2 separate regions of the Mus musculus genome follow, and region 2 is linked to region 1. Evidence: chromatin contacts called from public HiChIP or PLAC-seq data. All regions are on one chromosome and are shown on one strand. The core of a region is the stretch at or near the end of the contact, and the rest is flanking DNA. Distances in the headings are between cores, read along the strand shown. Region 1 holds the start of F2rl2 (coagulation factor II (thrombin) receptor-like 2). Region 2 has its middle 17 kb from the start of Gm32640.

Region 1 (7,514 bases), core at 2,633-5,132:
GAGACCCTGTTGTACTAAAGGAAAGCTAAACACAAGACCAAAAGTGAAAACAAAAAATATTCTGATGTGAGATGAAATCCCTTTTGCAGTCATTCATGGGAAAATTGGGGATAGCAATGCAAAGGCTGGGCCTCCACCAGGCTCCACAGGGATTCGAGGGAATGAGAAGGCTAGGCCTTCACCCAGCTGCACAGGGATGTGAGGGCTGGACCTCAACCAGACTCCACAGGGATTCGAGGGCTGGGCCTCCACTCAGCTACACAGCCACGCTGTGCCTAATTGAACAGGGATAAAACCAGCAACCAGGCCACATGCAAATTACACCACACCTTCCTGAATTTGGGTGATGCCAAGAAATAACTGCCCCCCCTCCCCCTGTAAATTTTCTGGGTTTCTTGTTTCTATAGTATTAGAACATTCTACCTTAGTTTATGGTACCATAGATTATGCAGTTGAAGTACTTAAATCTGACTTTGGAAATTATGCAATTTGGCGAAATTTAATCAAGATGAGAAAAGTTAATATAGATCTCTATTATTTCCTAGTTGCCCCTTCATCTCATTTTAACTTCTCATGAAGTTTGAATTTTCTGATTTCTTTGCTGCATTTTAGAGGTGGAATTGCCTGCCTTGGAATTTAAAATATATCAAGGCAAATGAATTATAATCAAGTTTTCTTTTTTTTAAAAAAATACTTTGTTAAATGTACTTAACATTAGTGAACTGCACACTCTGAAGGCTAAGATATAAATGTGATTATATATATATATATATACATATATATATGTTATAACCAAGGATCTGTACACATCTTAGGAGAGTCAGATCAGTAGCTTGGTTTGGAATGGTCCAGTTCCCCAGAAGGGATCTCATTTATGCCATTCCTGGTTTTGGCACCAAATGAATGAAAACAAGAAAAACAAAAGGGAAGGAGACATGACTGCTTCTAGGTTTATTGTAGATAAGGGAGAGCATAACCAGACTCAGAGCTATTTGGGAGAAGTCAGAGTATATACGGCCATACTGAGTATATATGGCCATATGAGGGAGAGGCCAGCGTATATACAGCCATACTGAGTATATGTGGCCATATGAGGGAGAAGTCAGAGTATATATGGCCATACTGAGTATATATGGCCATATGAGGGAGAGGTCAGAGTATATATGGCCATACTGAGTATATATGGCCATATGAGGGAGAAGCCAGAGTATATACAGCCATACTGAGCTGTACCATGTAGGGAGAGGGAGAGGGGTGGGGAAAGGGGAGAGAGGGGAACCAGGTGAAGCAGCCAGGAGGCCTAATGGTATAAAGAGAGTATGTAACCAAAATAGTTGGATTTTTTTAAGGGATGAGCTGCCCAGCCCCCTGGACTGGAAAAGTTTAGGGTAGAAGGCAGGGTAGAAGGCCAGCTAGGAGGGACCTGTAACAGGTAGGGACTGAGGGATGCTGGGAGACCCTGGTAGTCAGTGTCCACTCTGGTCTGTTAAATAGGCACCTCAGCCAACTGTCTCAGGTGTGAAACTAACACGTAACACTAACGAACGGTACTTTATGATAGTTAAGATATCTCTATCTATCATCTATCTATCTATCTATCTATCTATCTATCTATCTATCTATCTATCTATCTATCTATCTATCTATCTATCTATCTATCTGCCTATCTGCCTATCTGCCTATCTGCCTATCTGCCTATCTATCTATCTATCTATCTATCTATCTATCTATCTATCTATCTATCTATCTATCTATCTATCTATCTATCTGCCTATCCATCCATCTATCTATCTATCTATCTATCTATCTATCTATCTATCTATCTATCTATCTATCTATCATCTTAAAATGCTTATTATAAATCTGTTCATTCATCAAGATTCATGGAATAACAGGCTGGCTATGGTGGTGCACACCTTTAATCCTAGCACTCAGGAGGCAGAGGCAGGTGGATCTCAGTTCAAGGCCAGCCTGGTCTATAGATAGAGTTCCAAGAAACCAGGTCACAAAACAAAACAAAACAAAACAAAAAGTTCATGGAATAAAGCAAGGTCTTGTTCTTCGATATTTTATTATGATTTTAATTTAGTTCAGTTCAAATAGTTTTTTTTGGGGGGGGGTTTGCATCTATCCTGTTATCTTATCCTATAGAGTTATCATAGGACACATTGATCAATGGCAAATGAACCTTCTTCCCAGACACAATAAAACTAAGTTCCTGACAGGCACTAAGGGCTGTCAGGGCATTGGAAGGCAGGTAGAGAATTGTCTTCTTTCTCCCTCTGAGACAAACTTTCACTGTGTTCCTGAGGCTGGGCTAGAACTCACAACATGGCCAAGGCCCGCTTTCAACTCATTACAGTCCTCTTGCTACGGCCCGTCTGTCAAGCGCTGGGGTCATAAATAAGTACTATCACCCTCAGGTGAAATTTAGAAACAATCTAATCCCTCTGATACAATTTGAACTTCTTAAATATTTGCCAGGCCTGAGGATGTAACTCTGTTGATAGAGTCCTAGAAGCCCTGGGTTTAGTGTCCAGCTCCACAGATCCCAGCAGCCCAGAGGCAGCAGGAGGTGGCCCAGGAGCTCAACTGCATCCTGAGTTCAAGGCAAGCCAGACTATATGAAACTCTGTCTCAAAGAACAAAATAACAAAATAAAAGATGGAGGAGGGAGGGTGTATTCGCTTCTCATGATTAATTCAGTTTATAACTATGTGATCAGTTTAGGAACTAAAATTTGAAATAAAGCACAATTTCATTTTGATTTTTGAAAAAGAAATTTCATGTTATATTTTGATCGCTTTTCCCTCTCCTCAACTTCCAGATCCTTCCTACCTCCCTAACGCCATACCCTTTCTGTCTATATTTAAACAAATAATAAAAACAGAAACAAGAAATGCATACACCAAAGCCCACAAAAGCATAACAAAATGGAAACCCAAATATACAAACAAAAAGACCATTAAGGCAGAAAAAAAAGAAAAAACAAACAAACAAACAAACAAACAAACAAACAAAGCAGTAGGAGATGAAAAGTCTGCAAAAATCCCACTGAATTTTCTTTGTGTTAGCCAACCACTCCTGGGTGTAGGGCCTACCTTGACATGTGCCTAGGGCATCCAGGAGATTCCATTGGAGGAAACCACTCTTTCCTTTGCCAGTGGGTATCAACTGCAGAACTTTCTGGGTTAGTGGTGGGAGCCCCAGTCCCCTTCCCCTCTCAGCTCTGGGACCCTCCTTGGCTTGAACCTGTGCAGGCCTTGTGCATGCTGCCTTCTCTGTGAGTTCATATGTGCACCAGTCCTGATTTATCCGGAAGACACTGTTTCCATGGAGCTATCGATCCCTTTTGGCTCTTAACAATCTTTTTGCCTTCTCTTCCGCATAGATCCCTGAGCCTTGAGGGGAGGGGCTTGATGAAGACATTGCATGTAGGCCTGTGCGCTCCAAAGCCTCTCACGCTCTACACACCATGGAACTCTGTGTTTGTTCCCATTTACGGTAAGAAGAGGCCGTTCTGACCATGGCGGAGTGAATGTCTGACTGTTACACAGGAGTGTAATGTCTGACTGTTCTTGTGTTAAATAGAAGGCGTAACTCTGGAGCTAGGGTTTTGGCATAGGGAATAGAACCGGGGCAGTGGAATTGATTCAAAGCTAATTGCTTCCCAGCACCTGTTCTCAGCTTTGTTTTGCAAGGGACTCTGCAGTCTCTGCCATTATTCCAAGCCCCTGGGAGAACTACAGCACTGGTTCTAAATGAAATAATGGAGGGGGTGAGGAAGAGATAAAAGGGATATGGCAACTCCTCCAGAGAGGCTCAGCCTGAGTCATGCACACAGACAGAAACATCAAGTGGCCACATCCTTTCTCTGTAGAGGCAAGGACGAGTCCCTGCCCACACAGTCCAGGCTGGCAGAGTTCTCAGCTTTCCACTTGCTGCTCATACATGGAGCTGAGGGGAATCTACGCTGTGACTTTGTATACTTAACAACATCCTGTAACCGGGTCTCAGGACATCAAGATGAAAATCCTTATCTTGGTTGCAGCTGGGCTGCTGTTTCTGCCAGTCACTGTTTGCCAAAGTGGTAAGTCCCCTTCTTGTGGTCTAGCATGGGGGTGAGAGAGTGGTGAGTGGATGGTTTCTGCTGTCAGAGTCAAATGCCCTAATTTTCTTGTTAACTCCTAGAAACTGTGAACCCAAAGACACAATTTGATCTGGTTTTAGCCTGGGGTAATATAGCGTGGAAATATTCAAGCTTGTTCCCAAGTCAAACCTTGTCAAAGACCAAGCGTTCTTCTCTACTAGTAGTGTCTCTACATTTGTGACAGAGTCAAGACTTTATGATTAAGTCAAAAACCACTTTTTTTTTGGCGTGAGAAGTGTTTGTATGTGTACAATGTTCAGATGTAGAAAAGATTGCACTTTTTCAAGGCATTAAAAAAATCTTTTCAAATTTCTAAATATTATAATTTCTGTTGAGGCACCGGTGGGAAAAAAAATACTGCCAGGAAAAGTAATTTGGTTTCAGCAGCCAGTGACATTAATCAGGGATGTGACGTGTTTCCAAGGTGAAATACCGTCTTTTCTTAATGTTTCAGAACCAAGGAGTTCTCTCTGTCCCTCACATATATATGTATATATGTCTGTGTGTATATATGTCTATACGGATATGTCTGTATACGATGTTTAGGCATAATTTGGTTATGTATAATTTTAGAAATAAGCTTTCCCAAATATAATTATTTCACTTTGAACATGTCTTCTATTGTGGTAGCTTATATAACTTCCTCATTGTTCTGAAATGAACTACTTTGAGACAGGATTGTATGCAGGACTCTGTCAGGCCACAGGGCAATCAATTAGGAGGAGGAACTGGGAAGAAACCAACTTAAACAAAAGGCAGCCGTCTGCAAAAGGAACGATCCTTAAATTGAGTTCCCTGCTTAAGGGGACCCATGGCAGGGGCGGTACAAGCACGGGTTGGCTAGGTTTATGGTTTCTCTGAGAGGAGAAGCCACAAAGCTGAGCCATGGTTGCAAGGAAATGAGTTATGAGAGGGAGTTCCTTCCTGATGCTAGCCTGCTTGGGAGACTGAGAAGTGAGACTTAAGGAGAGGTGGGACAGTGGGTTCGAAGTCTGCCTTGGAGAGATGTGAGGTGGGGTGTGTGTGGCTGAGGGCCATTCTCTTTGGATTAGACTCTCTGAAGCCTTCTCCCAGGCGGGGAGCATTTCAGAAACACTGCACCAAATGGAAACCAAAAAAAAAAATCCTAGTCAGTTGCGTGTCGTTTTATAAATAACATTGAACAAGGAGCACGATTCTGAAGGAAAGACAGTTTCTAACGAATAGAAGATCTAGGGGGTGCCCGATCTGAAATATTCGGGGAGCAGTCTCCTTTCTGTGTGTTTGTAGACACGTATCTTGCCCAAGCACAGGACTCTCCTGAAAGCTGACTAGTGCTTGGTTTCATCAGCTTTCTCATCAGACCTTGGAGGGAAGAAATTTGTATACATGGTTCTGCCAGCTTCCTTTACAGGTGTTGTTTTGAGTGATATCAGACTTGGCTTTACCCAAATGTGCACGTGCAGAAGGATTTAAGTGGCTGAGCTCAGACGTAACAGGACATTCCAATAATGCTCGCATCTAAACTCAGGCACATGGAATGCTACCTTCCAAAGTAGTCTTTCCCTGGAGGACACAGCGTCACCTTCACTTACCAGTTGTTCGGACAACACCGATTCTGCCCGCTACATTGAATTCAGCCTATGCAAACTCCCAAGTCTGGGAGAGCAAGGGCCAGAGATAAAAATCAGAAAGAGAACATGGGTCAGTCTACTGAACATCACCCTGGAAGAGTTAAAATGGGGGATGCAGGAGTTTTGTGTCCAGACCTCAGTGGGAGGGCACTAGCTTTTCGAATGGGAATGTAAAAGGCTTCTATTGGCATTTGAAGAATTGATTAACGGGAACTGGCTGAGCTGTGCCAAGCATCTAAAACACATAGCTGATATGTTTCTTTCATTTAAAAAATTCATTTTGCTGGGTGGTGGTGGTGGTGCATGCCTTCAATCCTAGCACTAGGGAGGCAGAAGCAGGCGGATCTCTATGAGTTCAAGGCCATCCTGTTCTATAGGATGAGCTCTAGTACAGCTAGGGAAATTACACAGAGAAACCCTATCTTAAAAAACCAACAAAACAAAATCATTTTAATGCCTCAGGTTATCACAGTGAGTTCATCTTTTGTTTCTTTTCTCGTTGTCTTAAACCTGGCATTTCCCTTAAGCCCATCTTGTTTGGCTTCTTCCCATATTTCTCTATCGGCCCTCTCTCTACTCCCCAAGTTAAACTACAGCCACTGTGAAGACTAAGAAAGTCACACTTCACAATTGCTCTTGGCTTTTGGGAATGCCACATCCAGTCATTCCATTTTGACCACATGGCCAATCTAGGATTCTGCTCCCATCTCCTGATTCCTAACTAAATAACCCCTTTCCCCATGGGATAACACATCATGGGTTCTAGGAGCCGGCACATGGAACCTTGGGTCGAGTGAAATGTTATTCTATCTACCCTGGTAGCCATCCCTTTGCAAATTCTGTGCACAAGGGGGAGGGGGCAGTGTGGCTCAGTGGTAAAGCAGTTTAATTACCAACATGTGGTGGCGAGGAGACGGGTGGCATGTATGTGCCAGAATGTATGAAAAGATGGTGGCTTCCGAGGACAGTTTAGAGGCCCTTTGGGAGTTAATTGGGTGACCTACTTTCTAAAATTCATCTCTTAGATATACCAAATTAGCAGAAGACAGTGCATGCCCACGCACCTTCTGCCCTGGTCTAAGAGTTACTGGTAGATAGCAGTGGAGGTTAGCACGTTCACAGCACTGCCATGGAGGTATGCAACCAACATTTTCAGAATCTACTGACTGGCCTTTCCCATACGTAGCTGATAGACAATAAAACATTTTCCTTTATGTTCCAGTGTGTGGTTTTGTTTCACCTAGCAAAGTGGTTCTCAACTTTCCTGATTCTGCGACCCTTTAATTCAATTCCTCATGCTGTGATGACCCCCCCCACCCCCAACCATAGCATTACTTTCGTTGCTACCTAACTGTAATTTTGCTACTGTTATGAATCATAATGTAAATAATTTTAAGAGATAGAGGCTTGCCAAAGGGCCACTGACCTAGCACTATTATAAACGCCTGACACTCAGAGACCTGTCATCTAGTCGTCCCCACAGAGAAGCACAGTACTGGAGCATATGACACATACTATATATACATATTACATATACATACTATACATACATGCCTGTGGGTTGCATCATCTATACTGATTTTTAAAATATGACCCCAAGTTCTATAACTATAGAAATCACATAGCGTCAAACATTTCATTTTATTTTTTTATCTAAACCACAGGTGGGACTTGATAACAAACCATATGCTAATATTTCCTTTCAATTACAGGCATAAATGTTTCAGACAACTCAGCAAAGCCAACCTTAA
Region 2 (6,897 bases), core at 390-2,889, 130 kb before region 1:
GCTCTAGGAAAAGTACTCAGAAGCAAGAGTCTAGGTCACAGGGCAGTCTGAATGTACTGAGGATAGCCAGGACCTTTTCCAGAATTCAGACCTGCTGTGCCACCACAGAAGAAGTGGTAAGGTGGTAGCAAAAGTTCAGAACCCTGAACTCTTCATGGAGAAAGGCAGGAGTTCACTAGCTCCAGACCAGGTTCCTGTCCTAGAGCATGTGACCACAACACCCCACTAAGAGGACCATAATAACTAGTCACAGTAGTATAGAAACACAGAGTTCTCCATGCTAATGAGATATCTAGATGGGCGCCAAGGGTTTAGCCAATAAACTTCCCTTCCAGGGACATTCCTTCCTGCAAAAGGTATTTAATCTCTGGCCCACCCTGAGTAAGTCCTATGCACCCATTTCCCTGGATAAACAGTTTGGACAAGCAAGGACTGTCTCTCTCATTAAAGACGACCATGGCGGGAGGCCTTCTTCATACAGAGCTGTGCCTAAGTCTCCTGCAGAACTTAAGCCTCTGTGCACTCCTGGCACTCACCCTGCACTAAGCTGGATGGCTCCCCCATATCCCCTGCCCCGTTCTGGGCTCATCTCAGGCCCACAGGCCCCCATTCTCAGCTCCTCGATTCCCAGTGGCATTGCCCAGGAGTTTGAGAACCACAGCCTCCATCCCAGCCCACACAGTTTCTCACCCGGAGAAACATGGGCTGAGGCCCCTATCTTAGGCTACATTTTGTCTCCCCTGAGCGGCATGTCCGTATCCTGTGAGCCTGGCACCCAAACAGGGAAAAAGGAAATGTAGCCTAGAGTTTCTGTATTTTGACTTCCCAAGAGGTGTTCTGACAATCCAATGCAGGAGAGAGGCTCACTCTGTGAACCCGATGCTGGCCAGCAGCAGAGGGAAGAGTCATGGGGCGTGTGCTCCTCCAAGGCGTTGCCATGGATATGTCAAATCCATCTCCCTGTCTCAGCTGTCACTCGGTGCTGTCTAACTGCAAACAGCACCATGGAATGTGCTGCACCAGACTGGCAGACTGCCTCTGAACCACACGCTGACAGTTCTGGCACACGAGAGTAGATTGTAGGAGAAATTCCAGCTCCACCATTGAGTCAGTCTTTCCTCTGTGGATTTGTGAGAGTCGCCCTTCATTCATGAAATTTTCTTCTTTTGCTATCTCATCTGGTAACTTGGAGCAGAACACATTATTGACATTCTTAGCTCTCCTTCAAAATTATGCACAAATTTCAGATATGTAACGAAGTCGAAATGACACGGCAGACCACAGTGAGATCTGGAGAACAGGAACTGACAGAGAGCCACTGAAGAACTGTGACATTTCACCACTGGACACTTCAGTCTCCATGAAAATGAGGATGTTCTATAGAGGTTAAAGTGTCAGTAGAAAGAACATTACTAATGATGTGCATAACCCATCTGATCAAGCACTCATTTAAGTACCCAAAAAACTGTTATATAAGTTTTGGACATCATAGTTCCTGTTCACCCACTTAGCTACTTTGATGTATGCCATTTAAGGCCCAGAGGTTTTGTTTGGTTGGTTTGGTTTGCCTCACCCAGGAACGGTGTCCAAGAAGGTGTAATTTTCGAAAAGGACAGTAGGTGGCAGAAGAGGACTGTTTTGCTGTTTGCCAGTGCAGAGTTCTGCAGAGTTGGGTATACCGGGAGGTGGGGAGAGTTATAGGTGTAATGCCATGGCCACATAGGCACCTGTGGTTTTGGGGTACACTCAGAACTTCACAATGCCACTATTTCCCTATGAGATGCTCTAAGGACTTGAAAGCAACATTGAATTTTATTTCCATTGAACAGCTAGCTCGAGAGGTACACTATCCTTGTGGAATGATTTTAAAAACTGCTGTGAAATCAAATAAGCAGAAAGCTATAATCAATGGAGCTAAACTAACTACTGTACTTAAAGGAAACGATGATAGTCATCTCTTAACCATACCTTTCTTCAGAGACCACCTGGCATGTCAGAACCCTTGTTGAGACACACCTGCCATTCAGCTGTTACACACTGATGGTTTTAAAAAATCTACATGATCCATGGATGTGGGTACAAAAAGAAAAACAGTTGGGGGGGGAGGTTGAGAAAAGATGTTCTAAATATTTGTGGAAACTCAGAGGCTCGTTTGGGGTTGGAGTGCTAGGGATCAAACCCCGGACCACAAGGTGCTATGCTCTGCTCCACTGGAGCCCCGAGAGGGGAGAAGTTATGAACTAAAAGGAAACGTGTCCTGATAGCAGAGCAGAACTACCAGGGAGTTCTTGAGACTTTTAGCCCTGTTTAGAAGCCTGGTCCTGCTGCTTAGGTATAAGAGACAGCAGGACTGTTGGAGTGAATGAATGCTACTGAGAAGATGTGTCAGAGGAGTAACAATGTAACTCCTCCAGTCTCTGCATTGGTTTAGATCGCGGTGGAGCAAAGCCAGGCAGGAGAAAGAGTGAAAACCTTCCCTGCTAAGATCAATGATTCTCAACTTTCCCCTCCTATGGTCACTTTTGTTGTTGTTACCTTGTTTGCTTGATGGCAGAGTCTCCTTTTGTCGTTATGTAGATCAGGATGGGCGCAGACAGATACAGGCGAATCTCCCTACCTCAGTTCCTAAGTAATGTGATGATGAGCATGAACCACTATGCCTGCCTTTCTTACTTTAAAACAAATGAAAGTCAGAAAACAAACAAAAAAACAAAAAACCCAAACCAAAACAAACAACAGAGAGCTAAAAGCAAAGTTCACCTCTAGGGAACTCCGTGGCAAAGAACTTTCTAGGCGTGTGTGCGACTCTGAGTTCATTCCTTGGCCTCACCAAAGTTGGTCTGTTAAGATGGGGGGCTCCTCACCATGCTTTTTCTTTTTATACCCTGTATCCTTTAAAGTGGGATGTTAGAGGTTTGCAAGATAGCTTGAAGAATTCTTGTGGTTTGAAAGCCTATCCTGTTGAGTCTGGAGATAGCTAAGCAGTTAAGAGTGCTTGTTGCTCTTTTAGGGCACCTGTGTTTGGTTCTTAGAACACAAACAGGCAGCTCTCCAGGATCCCTCTTCTGGTCTTCAAAACCAAACTCATATAAGTGGCACACACATACACGCACGCATGCATGCACGCACAAGCACACACACACACTTTAAAAAAAAAATAAAGCTATGGTGTGGGCACGGGGCAGAACCCAGGAAATGGAAGAACAAGCAAGAACAAGGACACCCTGGCAGTTGATTGGGGGCCTTGGTGACTCTGGATTCTCCATTCCCCCCAAAAGTACTAAGGCTTTCTTTGGCTGTGAATATGATGTGCATGTTATGGCTAAAGAAACGTGTGACAATCGAGAGGAAGAACTTTCAGACCAGGAAAGTGAAAGGTTACAGAGAAGGAGAAACTTTAGACATTCTTCCTGTGCACAGGGTTTAGCTAAGACAGATTCCCGGTGTGCACAAGACCTGGTGGGGCCAGCATCTCTGCTAACCTAATTATAGGTCTGCTGCATTTAGTGTATAATCTGAGACTCCTGTCCCAGCCTCCCTAGTATTAGGATCATGGACATGGCTGCCATGCCCATCCCCCCTCCTAGGTTTGTTTGTTTGTTTGTTTTTCCTTAGCTCTATATTTCCAATGATACCTGGTTTTTTGTATCTAGATGTACCAGTGTCCATATCATGGTTCTCAGCTCCAGAAATCTCTATTGACGTCTAATAATGAAGAACTAGGAGTCAGCTCACCTAGACCAATGTCAACTCACTGCCCCTAATGTTGATAGCCGTATCCGTTCTAATTATTTTGAATGCCCAATTTCATAATTGTAAATCATATACTTTAACTTCTTTTTTTTTTATTTTCTTTGAAATGAGGTCCTGCAAGCTGCTCAGGCTGCCCTTTAACTCCTGGACCCGAGAGATAAGACAAACCTAGGAGGGGGGGTGGGCATAGCAGCCATGTCCATGATCCTAACACTAGGGAGGCTGGGACAGGAGTCTCAGATTATACACTGCTTTAAGCCCCTAAGTAGGTAGGACTACAGGTTGTTGTTGAAGTGCTTTCCCATACCTGAGTATGGCTAACATGGCGCTGATGGAATTTGCCTTTTACCCCTCCCACCCCCCTTGCTAAAGATCGTTAGATTACACTCCTAAACTGAGCCACCAAGGTCCAGTCCCTTATTTGATCACTTCTTCCTCCTGAGGCTGACCACCAAGGTCCAGCTATCAAAGTACTTAAGTCCAGCAATCAGAAGGCCCCTTTGGCTTACCTAATTAATTTTCCCAATCAAAATTTAACACTTCATCCTAACCAAGGCTTTCCCCATTTGCCTGTGGGCCATGTCTGTCTCCCTCTATCCAGAGGCACTTCTTTGTTCCTCAGGAGCAAATATTCCTTCCCCTCTCTCCCTTAGCCCGTTTTTCTTCTCCCTTACCCTCTGTCTCCTGTCTTTGTCTCTTATCCCTGCCCGTTCCCCTCTGGAGGCAAATAAACCTCCTTTGCACTGAGAACTTGGTTCTGGTGAGTCCTGTGCTGTGGGAAGCCACATACGCCATTACAAGGTGGCGCTGGCTACCTCTGGCCACTACCCATAAGTTTGGGTAAACAACCAATGTGCACATGTGCAGTAAAGTTTTTGCCGAGTCACTGCCTGGCCCTGGGCATGTAAATGAGGTACTGAAATGCGTACTAAAAACATAATCAATCGGGTGTGGATATGTAAATGAGGTACTGAAAGCATAACCAATCGGGAGTAGACACGCCTCTCCTAGGCCTATATAAGCAGCGCCAGTTCTGGGGCTCGGGTCTTTTTGCCTCTGCAATCAAGCTCTCCCAATAAATGTGTGCAGAAGGATCCTGTTGTGGCCTCTCTCTTGCTGGCGAGCCGGGCACTCACACTGTGCCAACCCTGGTCCTTTCACACACCCCTTCTCATAGCTTACCTACCTATTCTTAGTAAACTAAAGAGAGAAGAAACAGAAATGTCTTTGCCACCAGGTTTTCTCATAACCCTCCCCTCACCCCAGTGGTAGTATACGTGTGTGTTGCTAGTCATCAAACCCAGTCTGTTTATGAGAGATAAATTCACTGAGCTACATTCTAGCCGCCCCCGCTCCCCTTGTCCTTTTTTAACAGTTTCTGTTTTACTTTTGATATGACCGGAAACTCAGTACTGTTCTGCAGTGTATTTCTGCCACCCATGGGCTGCGTCTGTCACATGGTTCCGGCATTGCTTACATCTATGTCTTCTTTCTTCTCCATCCTTTCTTTGTTTTCTGGAGGACATCTTCATATAACTTTCTAAGGCAGGTAATGTGATAAGTGAACACTGCTGGTTCATGAATGTCTTTATCTGTCTTCATTTATTTTTTCAATACTGTTTTCCTTCCTTCCTTCCTTTTTCTCTTTTCCTTTTTGTTCCAGAGCTGGAGATTGTACTAAGCTTGCTTTGCTAGGTAAGTCTTCTGCTCTAAGTTATACAGCCAGCCCTTGATTTTTAAAATCATATTGTTTTGAGACAAGGTCTCACTAAATTGCCCATGGTATAGTCCGGTCTTGAACTCCTCATTCTCCTGCCTCAGCAACCAGAACAGCTGAGATTACAAGCTTGTGTTACCAGGTCTGGCTGCTTTTTTTTTTTTCTATTTTATGAAAAAGTCTTGCTTCTTAACTTAGATATAGTCTAGTCTAGGTTCCAACCTGTAATCTTCCTGCCTCAGCCTCCAGAGTGTTGAGGTTATAGGAACTGCCTATAGCTGGTTTATATAGTAAATAATTTTCTTCCTCATTTTGAAAGTGCTGTCTTAAGCCAGGCGTGGTGGCACATGCCTTTAATCCAGCACTTGGGAGGGAGGCAGAGGCAGGCAGATCTCTTGAGTTAGAGACCAGCCTGGTCTACAAAGTAAGTTCCAGGTGGGCCAGGGCTACACAGAGAGACCCTATCTCAGAAGTGGGGTGAGGGGGTCTATGTCAGATCCTTTCTCATTTTTCCCCTCCTCCCATACAGCCTGAGTTGATTATTTCTGGACAGCAACACTCCCTCCTGGTGCCCCTCCTGCCCCACCCCTCCTCTGTCACACTACTGTGATTATTTTTTTTTTTTTTCATCTCTGAGAAATGATTTGAAATCTCTCAGCTCCCAATGCCCAGCCCATCTATTGTTGTCTTTGTGTCTATGTTTTAATTCTTTAGTGCTTCAGGAGACTCTGAAAGAAGCGCAGCGTGCTGGCTTGAAGGAGATGCTCTCCATGGTCCCCAGTTGGTGCTGCTGTTTGGAGGTTTAGAGAGCTGTGTCCTTGCTGGAGGAAGTGTGTCACTGGGGGTGGGCTCTGATGTGTCAAAGGCTCATGCTATTCCCAGTCTGCTTCCTCTGCTTTGTGCTTTGCACTTCAGTTTGTGAGCCCTTGGCTTCCTGCTCCTGCCGCCATGTTTTCTCTCTACCACCATAGACTCTCAGCCTCAGGAACTGTGAGCCAAATTCTGTGTTCTATAAGTTGTCTTGGTCATAGTGTTTTATTACAGCAATGAAGAAGTAACCAATACAGAAGTTAGTACGAGGGAGTGAGCTGTTGTTGTGACAGACCTGACCATGTTGGGTTTGGGAGGAATGGGAAAGACTTTGGGACTTTGAACTAGAAACGCAGTTGGGTGCTGTAAGCGGAGATTAATGGACCATGATACTTGAATCTTGGACAACAGTAGTGTTGACAACCACGTAGACTGTGGAGGCTCAACTCAAGAGATTTCTGAAGGGAACAATATTAACAACTGGGCTAGTGACTATTTCTGTGATATTTGGCATAGAGTGTTGTTGCTTTCTGTCCAGGTTTTAAGACATTGGCCCAAGGCTAAACTTAAAAGTAGTGGACTATTTCTTAGGCGGGGGAGATTTCAAGACAGCCTAA

The links. HiChIP or PLAC-seq counts read pairs in DNA pulled down with a chosen protein or histone mark.
Region 2: a contact with region 1 is called in a BATF HiChIP or PLAC-seq map of CD8 T cells, with 8 read pairs. The contact joins the enhancer-like site here to the promoter of F2rl2 in region 1. A contact is called at or near these places in 22 of 39 promoter capture datasets (the 3T3-L1 cell line, 3T3-L1-derived adipocytes, the HPC-7 cell line and 12 more), 1 of 15 datasets of contacts at CTCF or cohesin (CD8 T cells), 3 of 484 Hi-C or Micro-C datasets (bone marrow-derived macrophages, lens fibers and ventricular fibroblasts), 7 of 115 datasets of contacts at active chromatin or transcription factors (the 230-238 cell line, CD8 T cells, acute myeloid leukemia and 2 more) and 5 of 9 other capture datasets (adipose tissue, embryonic stem cells, liver and 2 more).

What each region holds. Positions count from the first base shown.
Region 1 is chr13:95,693,038-95,700,551 of GRCm38.p6, forward strand. It overlaps F2rl2 (coagulation factor II (thrombin) receptor-like 2), which reads left to right and starts at 3,883. Exons shown (of 2, transcript NM_010170.4): 1 at 3,883-4,090; 2 at 7,476-7,514. The coding sequence starts at 4,027. All of the region lies in intron 13 of Iqgap2 (IQ motif containing GTPase activating protein 2), which reads right to left.
Region 2 is chr13:95,562,257-95,569,153 of GRCm38.p6, forward strand. No RefSeq gene overlaps it. Among named protein-coding and RNA genes, the nearest start is that of Gm32640, 17 kb to the left of the region's middle. Within about 2 kb of position 1,640, at least 37 of the 459 cell types and tissues checked have an H3K27ac peak or open chromatin away from gene starts, as enhancers often do. A contact at or near this core is called in CD8 T cells, where this site is marked.